Linked DNA regions of Mus musculus: region 2 is linked to region 1. The links are chromatin contacts, called in public HiChIP or PLAC-seq maps. All regions are on one chromosome and are shown on one strand. The core of a region is the stretch at or near the end of the contact, and the rest is flanking DNA. Distances in the headings are between cores, read along the strand shown.

Region 1 (7,125 bases), core at 2,070-4,569:
AGTAGCAAAAGCCCCCTCCCCCAACATCGAGACCCTAACTCAAACACAACCCTGCTCAAAAATAGAAACAAAAATATGTATGAAACCCAAGCCCCTCCTCAAACCACAGCCTGTGATCCTGTCATGTCCTCTTTAGTCACAGGCCCTCTGGAGGTCACTTCATCCTTCCGAGCTGAGTCAGGGTCCATATCCCTTACCAGTCTGAAGGCTCTTTAGGAGGAGCAATGACATTTGGACCAAGTCCTCTCAGCATAGTGAGGTTTCCTGGGGTTCAAGGCTGCCTCCCCCTCAGTCCAGAGACCCTTAAAAGCTATATTTGAACCGGGCGTGGTGGCGCTCGCCTTTAATCCCATAATCCCAGCACTCTGGAGGCAGAGGCAGGCGGATTTCTGAGTTCGAGACCCGCCTGGTCTACAAAGTGAGCTCCAGGACAGCCAGGGCTACAGAGAGAAACCCTGTCACGAAAAACAAAAAACAAAAAACAAAAAACAAAACAAAAAAAAGCTTTATTTGCCTTTCCATTTAGACACGGCTTTGACCACAGGGTTCAGACTCCATCTTTGGCAGTCCAGGGGGCCTTTTTTCTTGGGCCCTTACTTCCTTTCTTCATGAATCCTGGCTGTTGGAACCCTTAACCCAGTAAACTCAAGTCCTGCTTATCGCCCCAGGGCCTAATGGAGGTCACTTTGTTACTCTGGCAGCCTCAGTGGAAGATCTCATCTGGAGTTAAGTGTCCTTGTGGGATGAGAGGTCGCTGGACTGGAAAGACTGCTCCCTTCTGCTTCCTGGAAACCTACCCTGCCTACTCAGCCATCACTCAACATCTAGACAACCTTCTTCCCTGGGAGCAAGCTCTGCCTTGCATCTCCCAGCTACCAGAGGGTCTGAGATTCGCTGTCAGGGCAGATTTAGCTTCTAGAGGAGAGTCAGGGACTGCTTGAGATCTTGCACGCTGCTGACTAACACAGTTAATGCCTTGTGGAGTTTGTATCAAAGCCTGAGCACTCCTGTCTGGAGGTGGAGGGTACCCCAAAATGGGAGATACCATTCTCTGGACCCCAGAATCGGATGCCAAGGCAAAGTCAAGGAAGGCTCTGTGGTAAGTCTTCAAGACCATGAGAGCCACTGAGTCCTCTGTGATCCGAGATGGAGCCTTCGCTCCCTTTCTGCCAGCTTTGCAACCATCTCCCGGTGGCCCCTTGATGTTTTTGTTTGTTTGTTTTGTTTTTTAAAGATTTATTTATTTTATTTATATTACACTGTAGCTGTTTTCTTTCTTCTCTCTCTCTCTCTCTCTCTCTTTCTTTCTTCCTTTCTTCCTTTCTTTCTTTGGTTTTTTGAGACAGGGTTTCTCTGTGCAGTCCTGGCTATCCTGGAACTTACTTTGTAGACCAGGCTGGCCTCAAACTCAGAAATCCCCCTACCTCTGCCTCTCAATGTAGCTGTTTTCATGCACAACAGAAGAGGGCATCAGATCCCATTACAGATGGTTTGTGAGCCACCATGTGATTGCTGGGAATTGAATTCAGGACCTCCGGAAGAGCAGCCAGTGCTCTTAACCACTGAGCCATCTCTCTAGCCCCTGTTTTTGATTAAAGGTGTGCGCCACCACTACCTGGAAACCGTTGTTTGTTTGAGAGAAAGTCTCAGATAGCCCAGGTTGGCCCCAAACTAACTAACTTGGCTGTATAACTAAAAATGGCTTTGACTTTCTGATTCTCTGCTGCTACCTCCCAAGTGTTTGGATTATAGGTGTGCACTACCATACCCAGTTTTTTGCTTCGTTTTTCTTTTTGTTTATTTGTTTTTGTTTTGTTTGAGAAAGGGTCTTACTCTGTAGCCTAGGTTCTCCTGAAACTCACTATGTAGCCTAGGCTGGCCAGCTCTAACCCACAGAAATCCTCCTGCCTCGGCTTCCCTTCATGCTGCAATTACAGGAACTAGCACCCGGCTTGTTTGGTTTTGGGGAGAGAGTTTTGTTTTGTAGTTCAAGATGGCTTCAAACATCTGGTCCTCCTACCTCAGTCTCCCCAGTGCTGGGACTGCAGGCATGTGACACCATCAAAAGTCTACCCATGTTCCTGAAATGGGCAAATCAAAGAGGAGGTGTCCTGGGCTCTGGAAAGGGCAGGTCATGGGCTGGGGTCAACCAAGAGGAGAGGGCCAGTAAAGACCAGAGAAAATCCATACACCCCATGAGTCCCCAAAGCCCCTCTTGGGAGGCAGGAAAGCGGAGAAACTGATTCTGGGAAGTGTCTGGAGGTTTCAAAGGAATGGTCCAATTGTTTCCTTTTGTTTTGTTTTGTTTTGTTTTGTTTTGTTTTGTTTTGAGGGGGGGTGTTCGAGACAGGGTTTCTCTGTATAGCCCTGGCTGTCCTGGAACTCACGCTGTAGACCAGGCTGGACCTAGAACTCAGAGATCTGCCTGCCTCTGCCTCCCAAGTGCTGAGATTAAAGGCATGGCTTTAATTCCAACTGCCCGGCTAGAATTGTTTCCTTTTAATTGTTGCGGGTGGGGATCAAACCCCTTACTTTGCAAATGTTAACTAAGTTCACACTTTACCACTTGAACCTTTAGCACAGGCCTGCTGGACGACTTGATCAAAATAATTCAATAAACCCAAGCGGCAGCTCAGTATTCCAGACCACACCAAAAGGAGCAGAGCTCTGATGCTTAGATCCTGTGTGGCTTCAGGTGTGTGTATGTGTGTGTTTGTGTGTTTGTGTGTATGTGTGTGTTTGTGTGTGTGGGTGGGTGGGGGGATGTCAGAAGGGAGCAGAGTCCCCTCCCGCCTATTTCACTAAAGAAAAGTTTTGGTTGTGAGGGGTCAAATGATGTAGGCAATGTGAGTCTCAAGGACACCCTAATTGGCCCTAAACTTAGGCAGATGGAGATATTAGGGGACCCTGAAAATTAAAGGTTTAAGATAAGGTAGAGAGAAGCTGGTGTGGTGGGCCGTGCCTGTAATACTTGCAAGGCTGAAGTAGAAGAACTACTCCATGTTTCAGGCTAGCCTATACATAAAGTGAGTTCCAGGCTAGCCTGGGCTACAGTGCGAATCTCTCTCTCTCTCTCTCTCTCTCTCTCTCTCTCTCTCTCTCTCTCTCTCTCTCACAGAGGGGTGGGGTGGGGTGTTGTGTACTGTGGCACGAAGCAGGCTCTCACCTCTCGGCCTTTCCTGGATTCTGAGTTGGGGCAGGAGCTTTCTCTCAGGAGAAAACAGGAGTTTTCTCTCAGGGCTTTTGCAGACTCTTCCAGCCCCCACCGGTGACTCACCACCACCACCTCCCCCTGCAGACACTGCAGACATTCCAGGCCCAGCGTGCCTCAGTGACAGGCTGACTCAGAACAGGCCTTCCCTGCCTTGGCCTCTGCTTTTGAAGTTCTCTTCTCTCCAAACTCTGAGGCTGACTCAGAAAGCCACGTCCCTCTCTGATCCCTTACACTTCCTGCAGCGCAGGGGACCAGAGGTGACACAATGCCTCTGCTTACCTGGATTCCCAGAAGGACCTCCTCCCCCGGTTACTCCCCAGTTGCCTAGGGCACAATCGCTAACACATTTCCCTACCCCATTGTCCAACTCAGTTGGCTCTTCAAAACAGAATGGACTACCTACAGCCTTCTGCGGTGCGGCCCGTTGGGTACAGGAATCAGCTTAGCTATTCCATCTGGGGATGTGGCTCTGTGATAGCCTGCCTGTCTAGTGTGAATGAAGCCCTGCTCATTAGCACTATATAACCTGGGTGCTTTATAGTTCTATCCTGGCACTATAAACCTGAGTCAGAGGTCATTTTTAGCTAGGTAGTGAATTGTGAGGCTAACCCCGGACTATATGAGATATTCTCTCAAAAATACAGCCAAACAAGCAAAAACAAAACCCAAAACAACAACAAAAACAACCACTCAACAACAAAACCCACTGCCCAGGAGCTCACAGATTGCCTCTAGCTTGGGGGTGGGGTGGGGGTGGGGGATCTGAAAAACTCTTCTGACGTCTGTGGGCAGTATACACACATACACACACACACACACACACACACACACACACACACACACACACACAGAGAGAGAGAGAAAGAGAGAGAGAGAGAGAGAGTTTATTTAATTTAATTTTGAGACCCTGTCTCACTTTGCAATTCTCTTGGCTTTGTAAACCAGGTTGACCTGGAACTCCCAGAGTTCTGTCTACCTCTGCTTCTTGAGTGCTGGGATTAAAGGCATGCATCTCCATGCTTAGCATTATTGGTTTTGTGGTTGTTGTTGTTTGTTTGTTTTTCCTCGAGACAGGGTTTCTCTCTGTAACTCTGGCTGTCCTGGAACTCACTCTGTAGGCCAGGATGGCCTCGAACTCAGAGACCCACCTGCCTCTGCCTCCTGAACGTTGGGGTTAAAGGTGTGTGCCACCACACCGAGCTACATTTTAAATTTTCATGTATTTGATTGTGGGGGGAGGGGCACATACACAGCACAGGGTGTGAAAGTCTGAGTAGAGCTTTTGCAAGTGAGTTTTCCTTCCATTGTGTGGGTCCTGGTGTTTGAACTTAGGCCTTCAGGCTTGGAAGCAAGCACCCTTCCCCTCCAAGCTGCATCTCATCTTGCCTGCCTGCCCCCAGTGGCTTGTGGCTGTTGTTGTCATAAAAGTGTCCTGGGCAGTGGTGGAGCACATTTGTAATAGAAACAATCACATAGCCCATTTCACGGTTAATTGCCATATTTTGGAAAGTTTTTTGCATTCTCTTCCTCAGAAAATTCGACAACAGGAGAACTGTCTCTGAGTTACAGTTTTAAAATCCTACTCCAGAGCCACCCGACTCTCAGAGGGAAGAAAGGCATGCTGGAAGCCATAGGTGACCTCCAGGATGTTCACAGGACTGAGGCGTCCGCTCCTACACGGCAAGGCTGCAGAGGCAAATTCATTTTTTCTCACAGCCCTTTCTGTCCTGGAACTCCCTATGTAGACCAGGGTGTCTTGGAACTCACAGAGATCCACATGTCTCTGCATCCTGAATGCCAGGATTAAAGGCGTGTGCTACCTTACCAGGCTCCTCTGGGCAAAATTCAATGTCTTTGCTTTTGGTGCGATTTTGCAGGAGTAGAAGTTCTGTGTGGCCACAGACTCCTTTGCTATTACTCGATCAGTGGGGTTTTCAGATAGGTAATTTTTTTTTTCAAACCACGGGGCTCCTGGAGATTTGACAGAGGGTCTGTGTGGTGAAAACAATATACTCTCAGTGAAGAGGAGGTGATGTGGACGCTGCCCTGTGGTTTCCAGTGTGTTGTAGAATGTGATCCCACAGCAAGAAATCCCAGGACCGATGAAGGAGATTTGGGGGCTTCGCCTCCAGAGGATTACAGTGTATGAGATAAAAGGCTCAGGGTTTGAGAGGAGAGATGTGTCTGCCTGCAGGGTCCAGGACATAGGAGCCACACGCGAATCTGGCCGCTTGTTCCTCTGTTATTTGTACTGTCGGCTCAGAGTCTCAGGGCACATCATCTCATTTTACTATGAAGACATGTATAATTAATCAGACCGTTAGCTAAAGTCAGGCCACATCCGGGATTGATCTGGGGGAGTTGCAGTTAACCTTCTGTTCTGGGTGCTAATGGGAGACATTCTGGTAGCATCACATCTTGGGGACAGCAAAGGATCCTAAGCAACTCCTGATTTGGTTTATAAGCATATGTTTGGATGGCTCATTTGAATATTCATTTGACATTTTAATAGTTGGCCGTAAAACTATAGTGGTTTCGGTCTGGACATCTTGAAAACTCCAAAGAGGGAAGGAAAGAGACTCATAAAGAGAAAGGAGGTGAATGAGGAATATTCCTAAAGGGAATTATCAGAGTTTCTAGTTCCATGTTTGCAGCCACCCTCCATTGCTGTAGTTTCAGCCCCTCCTTCTCCCTCTGTCTCCCGTTGCCCAGGCTGCCTTCAGACTTACCACTAGATAGCTGAGGAGGAATGTGAATTCCTGAGCCTCCTCTTACCGACACCTCCCAAGTGTTGAGATTGCAAGCATGCAGACACTGGGTTCTACTATGAACGATCTATAATTGATAAAGATTATAGATCTTTATAAGCCGTGCCTAGTTTCCTGAAAACAAACAAACAAACAAACAAACAAAAACCTGTACGTAGCTGCCACACAACCTCAATATTTTTTTGAAGTACCTCGTTTGTCTTTCCATGATCAGCCCTGATTGGCTCTGCAGGGATCAAACACCTTCTGCACTTGGGTGTCTAGTGCTCGCTTACTTTCTTTGCTTCACTTCCTCCGCATGTATAGCTAAGCAATTTACTGCTTAGTTTTATGCATTCTTGCACTTATAGAATTAGAACCATAATGCGTGTAATTCCTCACTTCCAGAGCTTTGGGTCACTGTGGGAGTCAGCCACGAGGGTGCATGTCTCTTCCTACACGGCCGCTGCTCATGGCTGTTCTGTGGCGTGGTTATACCCAACTTTAGGGGTTTCTAGTTTTGTTATGACACATGTTGCACTAAATATTATTTTATTAAAACTCTTTATTACTTTTTTTTTTTTTTTTTTTTTTTGGTTTTTCTAGACAGGGTTTCTCTGTGTAGCCCTGGCTGTCCTGGAGCTCACTTTGTAGACCAGGCTGGCCTCGAACTCAGAAATCCGCCTGCCTCTGCCTCCCAAGTGCTGGGATTAAAGGCGTACGCCACCATGCCCGGCTACATTTCTTTATTGTGGATCTGTGCACATGTGCAGATGGGTGTGTGGGTGCTTGTAGCTATAGAAATTGGTTCTCAGCCGGGCGTGGTGGCGCACGCCTTTAATCCCAGCACTCGGGAGGCAGAGGCAGGCAGATTTCTGAGTTCGAGGCCAGCCTGGTCTACAGAGTGAGTTCCAGGACAGCCAGGACTACACAGAGAAACTCTGTCTTGAAAAGCAACAACAACAACAACAATAAAGAGAAATTGGTTCTCTCTTTACACTATATGGGTCCTGGGGATTGAACTTAAGCTTCTGTTGTATCTACCTTTGAGACATTCCACTGTCCGTGCTAAGTTGTATATGTCTACAGATATTGCAGCATGCCCTGCTTTTCAAGTGTCTTTTATTTTCCTCCCTCCCTCCCTTCTTCCTTCTCTTCTTTCCT
Region 2 (7,821 bases), core at 3,986-6,485, 980 kb before region 1:
TACATACGTGGCAATGGGCAAGGATCGGCCTGGGATAGAGAAGATTGAAAGTAGAGACCCAGAAAACCACTAATGGCTGAATGAAGACTTTCACACACAATGACTACAGACCATCCATAACCATGTTTCTCATCCACAGGCAGATGGCCACAGGTCAACACAGTCGGCTGGGCCCATCATCCCTATGGAGACCCTGTTCTCCTGAACTGGGAGGGGAGTAAAGGATGGTGGTGGTACCCACTGCTTGACACTTGCCCTGCCTGCCAAGATGATGACCCCTTCTGATGTCTTCTCTCTCTGCTTTGAAGTGAGGGGTCTGGGGAACAAAGAATTCCCTGACTGGGAACTACACATGCCCGTCTGCGGAATCTCTGCCGTAGCCACACTTATGAGTGTACTCCCACCAATGGCACCTCACACACAGAGAACAGAGCAGAGCGTCCCTGAGCTGTCATGCAGGTAGATCCTCAGCTATCCCTATAGGTACATTAGCATACCCCTTCACTCAGCCACATACTCCACAGATCATCGCCCATCACGGATCATCTCACCCGGGGAGGCCCATTCTGATCCCAATGCCGACAGATACTCTGGACATGGCTGGTTCCTTACACGCCCTGGGTAAATATGGGAGCACAGCACACTCCCCTCACTGGGTCTCATAAATTCATAATCTTACCACAACACTCGGCCTTGTCGTCCCAGAGACACACACAGTTCCGAGATCCCCTGCATTCCTGGGCCTCCATTGCACACTCTCTGGTCTTATGGGGTCAGTTGGTGTAGTAGGCTCTACAGCTCTAGGCACTGGGCTCACACTGAAGCACAAAGATAGCTCGACATGGCACCATGAGGTATTTTTGGCCATGAATGTATTATTAGTGCACTGAGGCAGTGGGATGGGGGTGGCAGTGAGGATACCATGAAGTGCTATGGGGATTGGCTCAATCTCTGTGTTCTGAAATTTTTTCCGCATCCATCCACAGATTGCTAGTCTCAAGCTGTCTCTATCACAGATGGATTTGACTGTCCACACTCAGGAGCTCCCCCCCCCACCCCCCACTGCTTGCCACATCATCTCAGCAACCTTTATGGGTAATCTTCATACATGCGTACACACACACAGGCCCTTCCTAGAATTCAGGGCCACTTGTCACTAAAGGAGCCTCTAATTGTCAGGTGCCGCCAGGGTTTTGGATCAGGCAGAGAGGAGGGAGGGGAAGGGTTCCTGAGGCAGGGGGCTTGGGAGCTGAGGTGGGGGAAGGGGGGGCTGGCTCCAGTGCCCTCTCCTCCCGCTCTGCAGGTGTAATTAGCCCTGGCAGATGAAAGGGCGTCTTTGAAAGCGGTTGAGATCCTTGTCTGTCAGCAGGGCGCTCTGGGTGGCATCGGCAGCTTATCCTAAAACCACACACGGCACCAGAGCCGGGCTGTCTGGGCGCTGCCCAGGAGGTAGAGGGGTGGACCCCAAAGGGAAGGTGCCCCCTGACTCCCCATTCCTCAATATCTAGGCCTTGGACTCCCTGCCTCTGTGAGCAGATGCATCTCAGAACCAGGAGTCCTCCAGACCTTGGCAATGCCACTCCCAATGTCTGATGTCCCAAGCCTGGGGCCTGAAGGGACAAGCTGCACCTTCCCCACCCCCCCCCCCTTAAAGCTGGACAAGAGGCCAAGGACAATGGCCCTAGGCAGTCCTTTCATCCTGAGATCTCAAAGCGCCATCTAATTAACCCCGCCCAGGTCGGGGACTTCCTCTGGAGTCCCTTTGGAGGGGTGTGGTCTGGGACCTTCAGTTCCCAGATCTCAGTTTGGATAGGCGCCCCAGGAATTCCAGATATCCTGTGTTCACTCTCTTTGGGATCTGGGAGGCCTCACTCCAAGCCCTGAAAAGGGGGAACATCAGGGGAGTCTGAGACTCTGGGGGTGTGTGCGGTGAGGTTATCTTGAGCTCCTAGGTCAAGCACGGGGATGTACCTCACAACCGTGAAGGATGCCAGATAGAAGGAGTGAGCATGTGCTGGATTCCAGTTATAGAAAGATCAAAAGTAGTAAAGAAGCCACCCCTAATCTATACCCTTTGAAGTCAGAATACAGGCTCCTTCTTCTTGGGGGCTTAAGTAACCTGAGGGGCCAGCACGATGCTAGGAGGCTTTGGTAATGGAGTTGAGTGGGGGTTACTATCTGGGTGTGTCCATTTTGTGAAAACCTCTGGTGTGTGTGTGTGTGTGTGTTTGGTAGGGGAGTGGAACCCAGTGCTCAGAGCATGCTGAACACACAGTCTACCACAAAGCTATTCCCCAAGCCCCTTCACACTTATGACTTAGCAGTCACACAGATGTGATAACTTTTCTGTACATACCATAGGTCCACAGACATTTACATCAAAAGACATTTATAAGTAGAGCCAAGACTGTATTATGATTCTTTAAAGGCTTGGGCAGTGGTGGTGCACGCCTTTAATCCCAGCACTTGGGAGGTAGAGGCAGGCAGATTTCTGAGTTTGAGGCCAGCCTGGTCTACAGAGTGAGTACCAGGACAGCTAAAGCTACACAGAGAAACCCTGTCTCAAAAAAAACCTTTTTAAAAGAATTATGTGTGAGAGGGTTTTGCCTGCGTGCTTGCATATGAATGAACCATGTGCCTGCTTGATGCCCACCAGGTCCAGGACACACTGTTGAATCTCTTGTAACCAGAGTTGCAGATGGTTGTGAGGGCCATGGGGATGTTGGGACCCTCGGTAATAACAACAGCCAAGGGCTTTTAGCCACTGAGGTATCTTTTATCTCTCCCCAAGCACCCCCCCCAACACACACACAGGATGTCATGTAGCCCACACCGGCCTCACCCTCTACATAGCTGAGGATGACCAAGCACCTTTGGTCCTCTTGCCTCTATGGCCTCGGTGTTGGGGTTATAGGCTTGGACCACCATGCCTACTTTATGTTGGAGATCAAACCTCCGGCCTCATGCGTGGGGAAGGTGAGGTTGTTCACTGTTGAATGGGATACAGAAGTCTGTCTCATTGTATTGTAGTCTACACTCAATACTCAGCGTGGTCACACTCTCTCTCCTACTTTGGGGAAAGCCAATGGGTGGTTTGATGTTAAAGGGAGTCCAGCTCTCCTCGGCCCCGCCTCCTCTATCTGCTCCCCAAATCCTCACTCAGTCCAGTCTGGGTGTCACCCTCTTCTGCCATTCCATTGTCAGCTCTGTCCCTTTCATCTTCCACTTCTGCCCCAGGGTCTAAAAGAGGATGCTGGGACAGGTGCAGGGGTGTTTGCAAAGGATCCACATGTCCCCACCTCATGTAATGACATCCCTGCTTGTCTCTCCCCCACCCAGGAAAAGGATAGGGGCACGGCTTTCCTCCCCTGCACTGAGGGAGGTAGCTTTGAGCTAGACTTCCTGATAACCTGGGTGTGGAAAAGTCCAAGGAGGAATTGAAGTCAAAATCCCAGGGTGCTATAGACCAGCCAGCCTGGAAGCCAAGGGAGTGGGGACACCCTCAGGGGTCCTCAGCTTGCTTCCACTGCAAAGGAACCCTAATTCCCATGCAGGGATGGGCTGCAGGCACCTGCTCCAGATATCAAATATTTAAAATATCTGCTTTTCTTTTTCTCCTATCTGTCACCTCAGAACTCACAGCTATTCCAGACATGGACACCCTGTGTCACCTCAGGAAGGGTCATCCCTTTCAGGGTCTGAACTCCCCGGCCCCCTCTGTACTAAGTTTATCTTCACTGACTGAATGGAACCTTCCACAGTTTCCTGACAAATTCTAACTCCCTGAATCTATCATCTGTAACACATTGAACAGAGGGGTCACTCCTTGGGTGAGCATCCTCCTACGGGAGTCCACAGCCCTCTTCAGTACTCAAGCAAGCACCAAGTGAGTCTGGTCCATGGCTCGGTGCTCATAAATACTTTGTGGATGAGTGAACGGTTTCTGCACTCGGAAAGTGCTTGCAGACATTGGTCCTACATCTGTCTTACTGATGGTTTATGGTTGTTCTGGTCCCAGAAGAGACGGACAGCTCCCCACTTCCATGCCCCAGCCCTATTGTGATTTGCAACTGTCTCTTCATCATTTAAGGGTGCTGGCTAAGGCTGGTGAGATGGCTTAGTGGATAAGAGTACTGACTGCTCTTCCGAAGGTCCTGAGTTCAAATCCCAGCAACCACATGGTGGCTTACAACCATTTGTACAACTACAGTGTACTCATATACAATCAATCAATCAATAAAAGAGTGCTGGCTAGATGGGTCATGGAGGTGCACACCTTTATTCCCAACATTTAGGAAGCAGGGGTAGGCAGAGTTCTGTGAGTTCTAGGTCAGCCAGGGCCACATAGTGAGACCCTCTAACAAACAAACAAACAAACAATGGTTTTGCTCAGCCTGGTACTTCTTGCTGTCGTCCCCCCCCCCCATTCAATGTCATTGGTCCAGTCGCCAAGTAGACTCAATATTTAATCAAACATTCCAAGAACAGGAGTTGTTCTGTCGATCTATTTCTTGAGAAGTAGCACGTCTGCATCTCTCTGCTCTGTGCCTAAATTTGTAATTCCCCCCTTTGCCTCCTTGCTTGACCTTTTCTTTGTTGGGGGAGTTTTTTTTTGTTTTGTTTTGTTTTGTTTTGTTTTCCGCAGCCCCTCAGCTTTTTTATTTTCCTGGAGGCACGAGTGTGTTCACGGGCACTCTTTCTCCTTTTTGCCTCTCTTTCCTTTATACCAAACAAGTGGCTGGGATAAAGGGAAAGGGAAAGGGGCGCGGGGGGGGGGGCGGTGGCAGGAGTTTGGCTAGGGTGTGTTCTTTTAGGTATCAGGGTCGTAAGGAGCTCCAGCCTTAACTGGGGACAGGCCCCGACAGGTGCAGCTGTCCAGATGTTGCGCAAAGCGAGGCGCGTGCCCTGGACCCAGTTTCTCAGTCAGCCCCAGTGAAGGCCCAAGAGGGACTGTTGCATTCAGATTAGAAATACCCTGTCCTGCCCTGCTTTTCCCCAGACGTGTGTGTGTGTGTGTGTGTGTGTGTGTGTGTGTGTTGGTTGTATGGAGAAGGGGGATGGGGGGAGAGAAGCAGAAACGTTCTCTGCCGGGAAAGGACAGCTTGGACCGGGAGGGAGTTGCCTGCGTCTGGGCCGCGGGGGAGCAGCAGGCCGGCCAGGCGGGGGTGAGTAAGGCCCAGCGGACGCAGGAGGCTCAGTGGCGGCGGCGGCGGCGATGGGGAGGAGGGTAATTACGCAGGGAGGCTCTCGCCACAGCACGTCCCCACAAATGAGAGGCCCCGGGCCCCAGACACCACACAACAAAGCAGGAGGCAATTATTTGGCTCCAGTGGGAGGGGACAGCTCTTCGCCGGCCCACTGCAGCCGAACACCCCGGCCTTGCAGAGGGCGCGGCGAGTTGGGGTTCAGGGTCCACTCTCACCCGCCCTGGAGGGCAGCGGCCAGGGCAAGGCCCCGCGGGGCTCCTGCTGAGTTGCTCTTCCCGGGGGTCTCCGTAGGGAAAGGCAGAGAGGCAAGAGGCCTCGGAGTGCTGAGCACCGGGCTAGCCTGAGCCAGTCCCCGAGTCTTCCACCAAGCCTAAGGGGGACCTCCTGGGAGCCACGCTGGGAAGTGAGGAAGGCTGCGGACCAGGCCTTAGGAAGGATCTAAGGAAATTTGGTTGGTATTGGGGAAGCCAGTGGCCAATTGATGAACCCACTTTCCCCAGCTATGGCCACACAAGGGGCAGCCAAGAGGCTCTCGAGCAGGTGGGGAAACCACAGCCAAGGGAGCAGGAGCCAGGGAGATTCCAGAGAACACGTGGCCTGGAATTCACACAATTGACATGTAAATCACATGCAAATCTACCTTCTCTTTTTCTCTCACCCTTAATTCTCAAATCAAGCTCTTTTGGGAGAAAATCCCTTTCCTCCCTGGTCCCTGCTTGCCTCCCCGTTGTCCATCAATCCATCCATCCCTACCTACCTACCAAAACCCTGCAAACCCTGTCAGCGTCATGCCCCCCAGAGAAGGACTTCCCCTCTTTAGATGAAAGCCCAAAGTACAGATGGGGAAAAAGAGGCCTGAAGAGATTAAGGTACTTTCCCCTGCTCTAACAGCCCACTCTGAGGATGACAGGCTTCTGGAACCTTCTGACAACAGCCCTAGGTTAGGCTATCAAAGCATATGCCAGCTGGAGAGGGTAGAGCACCCAGGAGTCTTGAAGTCTGGTTTCTGGCTTCCGCTTTGTGGTTAGCTGCTAGGTGATCTTGAGCGAGCATTGTCTTTCTTCTCTGAGCCCATTTCTCTGAATGCCAAGTGGTCATCTCTGAAGGGGGTGGGGGGCGGTTCCTATGTGGGATCCTCTCCTGTATCACCCCCCTCCAGCATTGCTGCTGGGAGGCCCCTGGAGCCTATGGCCCCACATTACCCTCTGCACTACAGAGGGTGAACCCCCTCACCTCCCTAGTCCTGTCTTTATCTTCAGAACCGTGTTCAAGGAGGGTATGGTGACTCAACCTGTAATTGAAGCTCTCTGGAGACTGAGGCAGGAGAATCACTGCATATTTTTTTGGCCAGCCGGACTTACAGATGGCTCGGTGGATAAGAACACCGGCTGCTCTTCCAGTAGACCAGGGGCTGAGCCTCAGTGCGCATGTGATAGCTCATGACTGACTGCGACTCCAGTTCTAGGGGACCCAACAACTTTTTCTGGCATATTTGGGGACCAGAAACACACGTGGTGCACAAAACATACACGGAAGCAAAACACTCACAATGCAGAAATAAAAATCTTTTGTTTGTTTCTGTGTTCCGACCGACTGTCTCCTGGAAGCCTCCTCTGGCTACCCCTCTGGATTCTGGTCATTCCTGTGTATCAAGTCCCCTCTGTGTAAAAGGCTCCCTAGTTTTCAGTGCTTGCCTTGGAACACCTAACTTACTGGCGACATTACACGGCCCCCCTGTGACCCAGCTGGAGGCAGACCTGTCTTTCCCATTCGACTCTGACCCTCTCAAAGATGCAGGTTATGCCTTCTGCAAATACTAGAGGCCTCAGAGAGCAAAGAGTTCCCACCAGGGTAGGACTGTGTCTCTATCGCCAGGTCAGGGCTTTTCTTCCAGGTTGAGGACTCTCTTCTCCCACGGCTCTAAGCAAGTTCCACAGGAGCCATTCCGCAGGCAAAGCATCCAACGACGTGCCTTTCTGCTCTCCCAGGTCCATCCCTGACCCAGACAGTTTCTTCAGCTTTCCTCCCAACCTCCCCTCTCAGGCTTCTGCCATTGTTAAAGCCCTGCTGCTAAAGGGGCAGTTTTTTGCCATCTTTCTTTCCTGGCCAGGAGTGATTCTGTCCTCTTCAGGGAACTCTGTCCTGACATCTGCCTCCTCCTCCTCCTCCTCCTCCTTCACCTACCTCCTCGTCCTCCACCTCCTCCTCCTCCTCTCCTAGCCGGCTGCCTCCTCCATCCCTCTTCAGGGCCTCAGGGCAAGCATTTGCCCTCTGCCATGTAAGTGCATTCCTGGGCTTGGCTCCCAGGCTCCCTGCTGTCCCATGGGACCTGAGAATCCTGTTCGTCCTCCTACACCACCCCCAGAGTACTTAGGTCCTTTGCTTCCCAGCTCTGACCCTGGGGCTTCCTGGGGCCTAAAGTACTGGGTCTCCTGATGCTGTCTGCCCGGTGCCCTTTCTGCTTCAGACACTGAGGACCTACCCACTCCAGTTGCAGGCATCTCCCAGGGTTTTCCCGCCTCCACAACTTCTCTGTCTTTGCCTCAGGGAGACTCTCTACCTAAATCCACCACTTTATATTCATTTACATGTGTGAGTCCAGCCCAAGCAAATT

The links. HiChIP or PLAC-seq counts read pairs in DNA pulled down with a chosen protein or histone mark.
Region 2: a contact with region 1 is called in an H3K27ac HiChIP or PLAC-seq map of embryonic stem cells, with 2.6 times the contacts expected there. The contact joins two enhancer-like sites. A contact is called at or near these places in 2 of 39 promoter capture datasets (hippocampal neurons and liver) and 2 of 115 datasets of contacts at active chromatin or transcription factors (embryonic forebrain and embryonic stem cells).

Annotation. Positions count from the first base shown.
Region 1 is chr11:96,014,460-96,021,584 of GRCm38.p6, reverse strand. No RefSeq gene overlaps it. Among named protein-coding and RNA genes, the nearest start is that of Gip, 6.5 kb to the left of the region's middle. Within about 2 kb of position 3,319, at least 89 of the 459 cell types and tissues checked have an H3K27ac peak or open chromatin away from gene starts, as enhancers often do. A contact at or near this core is called in embryonic stem cells, where this site is marked.
Region 2 is chr11:96,994,940-97,002,760 of GRCm38.p6, reverse strand. No RefSeq gene overlaps it. Among named protein-coding and RNA genes, the nearest start is that of Gm51916, 10 kb to the right of the region's middle. Within about 2 kb of position 5,235, at least 139 of the 459 cell types and tissues checked have an H3K27ac peak or open chromatin away from gene starts, as enhancers often do. A contact at or near this core is called in embryonic stem cells, where this site is marked.